Linked DNA regions of Hordeum vulgare: region 1 is linked to region 2. A link is a contact called in public Hi-C data. All regions are on one chromosome and are shown on one strand. Each heading gives the region's core, a stretch centred on a gene start, on an enhancer-like site or on the middle of the called end of the contact. The rest is flanking DNA. Distances are from core to core; before and after follow the strand shown.

What was found. A called contact is a pair of places that touch in the nucleus more often than the background predicts.
Region 1: a contact with region 2 is called in a Hi-C map of leaf, with 5 times the contacts expected there. The contact joins the promoter of LOC123449033 here to the promoter of LOC123446659 in region 2. A contact is called at or near these places in 3 of 6 Hi-C or Micro-C datasets (leaf and seedling) and 1 of 1 datasets of contacts at active chromatin or transcription factors (embryo).

The regions. Positions count from the first base shown.
Region 1 is chr4H:478,819,700-478,822,399 of MorexV3_pseudomolecules_assembly, reverse strand. LOC123449033 reads right to left here and starts at 1,264. Exons shown (of 6, transcript XM_045126098.1): 1 at 722-1,264; 2 at 496-641; 3 at 1-38. The coding sequence starts at 807. It overlaps LOC123449032 (pentatricopeptide repeat-containing protein At5g59600-like), which reads left to right. Exons shown (of 2, transcript XM_045126097.1): 2 at 1,703-1,791.
Region 2 is chr4H:478,435,489-478,438,259 of MorexV3_pseudomolecules_assembly, reverse strand. LOC123446659 (aspartic proteinase PCS1-like) reads left to right here and starts at 1,295. Exons shown (of 1, transcript XM_045123220.1): 1 at 1,295-2,771. The coding sequence starts at 2,244.

The DNA.
Region 1 (2,700 bases), core at 15-2,514, 380 kb before region 2:
GATAGACTCGACATGTACTTGCAGCTCTGCAAGCAAATCTGCAACGGTCACAAAGTAATTAGTCAGTACCAACTGTGAGCTGAGCAAGCAAAATACGTCTTACTGGGCTAAGACAAGCCTATAACAAATGATAAATCCTCAAAAAATGCCTAACATTGGGAAGGACGAGACAAAGGGTTTTCTTTCGTTGACCTGAAAAGCTTGGTGAATTACGAATACGAATCACAATTTATTTATTTATTTATTGCGGGGGAATCACAATGTTATGGATTGCAGAATATTCAGAATGCTGGGAACATTCCTAACTGCCTCATATGTTTCACCTAAATTGTTCATAACCATCTAGATTCCAATCTTTTCAAGGACAAGATTCCAGACATCTAGCATCCTTACTCTACCATCAATTAAAACTCTCAAATGCACGGTAATACTACCAATCGACCACCATTATCGCCCTTCGCATGCCACCGGCAGGTGGGGATGACTGATCCGTACCTTCGATGTCCTCGGGCGTGATGCCCTGCGCCTCCAGGACGGAGAGCGGGGTTCTCATCAGCAGCGCGATCTCCCTCAGGCGGCCCACCACGTCCTCCGCCATGTGCCGCTCCACCGCCTCCGCCAGCCACCTCCGCTCCTCCTCGCTGCACACCACACGCTCGCCTCAGCCGCAGCCAAAATGAAAACAGCAGAAAGCAATAGCCTCCATTTCCCTTCGCCCTACCTGATGTCGCGAGAAGGCCGCGCGCCGCCCATGTAGGAGAGGCTCCATTTGAGCAGCCTCGCCCAGCTCATCCGATCCCCGGCCATCCCGGACCTCTCCCGCTCCCGAATCGCAATCCCACGACGCCGCCGGCGAAGCGAGGCGGAACCACCACCGGGCTACGGTGTCGCGGTTAGCCTGTGCTCGGGTCTCGAGTGCGGTGCGGTGCGGTGAGCGCTCGCTCGTTGGCTTTCTCTTCCTCGAGTGCGTGTCAGAGACAAACTGGCGAATGCGGACAGGTCCGGCCGCGCGGCACAGCGGTGGCGTCCTCATCGGCTTCCGTCTTCTCGATGGGGACCGATTTCTCTGGAACTCTCCCGGCCGCTCGGCTCGGACCCCCGCGCGCACGGCGACACGGCAGGCCTCGGCCCATCATCCATGCTGCTCGCTCGGTACGGGCCCATTGCGCGCCGGATTGGCCCATCTATTTCCCCGTCCGTTCCGACCGTTCATTTCCATTCCCTTTCCTTCCTTCCGCTGGCGCGAGGGACGGGATAATGGCGGCAGCGTGCTCCCTCTCCCTCCTCCCTCTCGCGCCGCCTGCGACACCCAGGCCAGCGCTCTTCTCGAGGTGCATCGCTGCGCCCCGCCGTGGTAGGAATGCCGGGGGAGGCACCGGGCGCTTGCGCCTCGCCAGGAGGAGGCTGCCCCCGCCTGCCGCCGCCATCGAAGAGGTGGAGCAAACCGAGGCCATGATGAGGGTGGCCGCCGACGACGACAGCATCACCGCCACCGTGGTGTCGGTTCTGCTCACGGTCTCGTTCGTCGGGCTCTCCCTCCTCACCATCGGGGTGCGTGACGCGTGTGTTATCCGTCGAATCAATTCGCTCCCCCCTTGAATAATGAATAGTAGCGAATTTCGTTGATGGACACTGCTGTTTTTGGATAGTCGGTGCTGATCTTGTAGGTCTTTCCTGATTCCTGCTTTTGCTGGAAATGCAGGTCATTTATCTGGCGGTGCAGGACTTCTTGCAGAAGAGGGAGAGCGAGAAGTTTGAGAGGGAGGAGGCTGAGAAACAGAAAGAGGAGGCGAGGCAGAAGAGGGCCAAGGCAAGGGGGAAGAAAAGAAATCGACGATGACTGCTTCTTCAGTGACCTCAGTGTGAGAACTCATGACTGGTTCTTCGTAAACCTCGGTGAGCAATTCTTAGCTTTTCTACCTTTGCTTCTTGGAATAGCAGTTATATGTTTATTCTTTATTGTGGGTGAGTTTGTCTGATTTCAAAAGCAGAATGTTGTACTTTAGCTAATAGAATATGACTAGCAAAAGTATTCAGCCAGGCCTTCCAAAAAAAGGTACTCAGCCACCGTATATGCCACAAGCAGAATGTTGTACTTTAGCCACGGGGAAAACGTTTACGGTGTGACAGCAAAACTCTATTACATGTTTTGCCATTAGATGCATTGTCATACTGGACCATAGAAACATCTCATACTCACATTTGGAGGTTTTCCTTTTGAAAATATCTCAGGAAAACATGATTTTAGATGGAAGCCATGCCCAGCTTTACAGATATAAAGCTCCAAACCGGCCATCAAGATAGCAAAACAGGATAAACTAATAGTAGCAATGTTCTATGAGTTCATCAATTAGACAGACGACAAATACAAAAAGAACCAACACACCGAATTTTGTACTATTATGGATACAAAAGAACCAAGACACTCACATATGAAAGTATTCGTTCACACCTTAAAAAAAGTATTCAACCACCGTATATGCTATTATCAGAATTTCGTACTTCGGCCATGGAACAGAAAAATGGAGAGAGGATTTGCTGACCCATGGTTTAGCTGGGCCATATCTGTAAACCGTAGGATGCGGATTTTGGTATCTCGAGATCCATACAGCATTATTAACTCAATATGCATAGTGCACAATTATCCAAAGTCTAATTGAAGTGCGTAGTATCCATAGTTTGCATTTTTAGAGCACCGGC
Region 2 (2,771 bases), core at 46-2,545:
ATGACGCAGCCCGAGCTGCAGCCCAAGAATCTCCGGGACATCAAAGGAAGTCATTCACTCGCTCTGCAAAACCTCACCCGATTAGGGGGCTACTAATGGGGTTGTACATTAGGGGTAGGCCTACGGACCTGCTTCCCTAGGCCCACCTAGGAACCCTTACGGACATGAGTGTCCTTAAAGTCACCAGTGTAGCCTCGACATCACTCGTTTCAGCAACCGTCACTCGCCTGCCTCGAGTCACTCGGATCACCTTGCTCTAGTCGGATGCATCTTAGCACTCGGACTACAGCGAGGAGAAGGCACCGAAGAGGCTGTAACGTCTAAGGACTTAATCCATCACATGAAGTGCAGTGAAGACTCACGTTACGAGTAACGCCGAGAGTTAAAGCTGTCGTTTATAGTAACTTCCCTGTTTATTAGCATTAATTACCTTGTAATGAAGCTCGACCGGTCGTGGCAGCAACTATATAAGCCACTTCCGGGCTCCAGCTCAAGCGTTCAACACTTTGTAATCTTTTATACCCCATAAGAAAACATCAGCCTCAGGGCTCGAGACGTAGGGCTGTTACCACTTGCGAGTGGGGCCTGAACTCGTACATCCAAGTGCATCCACTGCGCCTAGTTAGACTTCGCCCCTTCGTTCGTACCCCTAGGTACTATTGTCAGGGTCATTCGCACGACAAGGCCTGAATCTGGGTAAACAATGTCTCGTCCTGTTTCCTCCAACCCATAGATCTAAGGTCCACAGTTCGGGACCCCTACCCGAGATGTGCCGGTTTTAACGCCGACAGTGGCCACCACCACCCCCCGTACCGCCTGCAGATCGGATCGGGACGCCACCGCGCTAGATCTGCAGGGCACGCCGCCACCACGCTCCCAGGTCACCACGCAGCCTCCACAACCGCACCACCCAACCGCGTCGTCGGCCCGGCTGCGCATGCCCATGTCACAACGCCCCACGCCAGCGTTGCATCCTGGCTAGGCCGCCACATCCCGCGTTGCGCACCCAAGCGAGGAGGAAGAAGGACCCTCCGCCGGCCAACCATGAGGGGCTTTACCCCTGGCGGCGCCTGCCGGCGATGGGATGAGAGCCGGGGACGGAGGGAGCTAGGCAGGCGACGGCGGATACACCCGAGTCGCCCGCGGGTGATGACGCGGGGGGCTTTTTTCCGGTAAGTGCCTCACTTATCGGAATTACTTCTAAATATGCATCTAACAATATCATTTTATACTTTGCTAGTAAAGAAAAAAGAAGATGCATGCGTGCTCCGTGCTGTTGCTTCGCTTTCACGTATGGAAATGTGCTTTCAATCACCAGAGTTCGCAAAGGTAAAAGGTTTCTGAGTTCGCAGGTCCATGGCCTGTCATCTCATATGGTGCGATTGTGGCAGAGCACGTCACATGCGACGGCAAATAATAAGATGGCCGTCACCATCTCATTATCGCGGTAGCTTCTGGAATCATTAGTCCGTTTGGAAGGGCATGGAGTCCTCCACAGGTTGCTGGCTCCGCTGTGAACTGGTTTGAGATGTGGGAATGCGAAATTTACCGAAATTTATACTGTCCTGTCATAGGTTCTTCTTCTTTGAGCAGATGCATAGTGTCCCTGTGAAGGATGCAATGCTGGCAACTAGGCACAAAAGGATGAGTTCTCGCCATGTGTTCGAGTCATCCTCCAGCTATTATCACCAGGGATTTCTCAACCGCAGACAGGGAGATTTCCCTTCCGACAAGTCCAACAAGAGGCCGTGGCAATGCCTTGCCCTGAACAGCTGCACTGAAAGCTACTCGCCCCCGAAAGGCCGAAAGTCTTGGTCGACGACGACGAGCACCATATGCAGATGCCTCTTGTATTGTTGTCTCTGTTGAGCCGCGATACCTGGCCGGACCGCCGGAGTACTGCGTATTCATGAGCTCCCTGAGGACCCTGTCCCCTTCCTCGCCTTGCCAGTCGGCACCTTGCTTTCATGCGCAGAGCCCACACGGAGTAAAGAAGAGAGCTGTGGCGCACGTACACCAAACACATTGACACTTGTGCTTGTAAGAAACACTCCAAGAAGCGGAGCAGATGACGACGGATCGGACGTTAATACTCTCCATGCAAGCAGATTAGGAGCCGTGTAGACGTGTAGTGGACCAGGTGGTTGCAGGTCCATGCAAAGCACCTGCAGTTGGTTGACAGTCGCTCACTCTCATTTCAACCCCAGGCAGAGCGCGGATAGAAAAGTAGAAACTGACTGCCAATGGACATGGAGTCGTTTATCGTTCTCCTGTTCCTCTTTCTTGCCAGAGCGGAGGCGGCGAGCAACGGCGTTGGCGTTGGCGGTCGAGAAGGGAAGGCTGGGGCAGCGGTGCTTCTTTCGCTCAGGCTGCAGGAGGTGGCGCCCCCGCCGCGAGCGCTGGCGAACCGGCTGCGGTTCCGACACAACGTGAGCCTGACGGTGTCGGTGGTTGTCGGCACGCCGCCGCAGAACGTTACGATGGTGCTTGACACCGGCAGCGAGCTCTCCTGGCTGCTCTGCAACGGGAGCTCCGTGTCGCCGCCTGCGCCGTTCAATGCGTCGGCTTCTTTGACGTACAGTGCCGTCGATTGCTCGTCGCCGGCGTGCGTGTGGCGCGGACGTGACCTGCCCGTCCGCCCGTTCTGTGACGCGCCGCCGTCGACCTCCTGCCGCGTCTCCATCTCCTACGCAGACGCCTCCTCAGCCGACGGCCACCTGGTGGCCGACACCTTCATCCTCGGCACGCAGGCCGTGCCCGCCCTGTTCGGC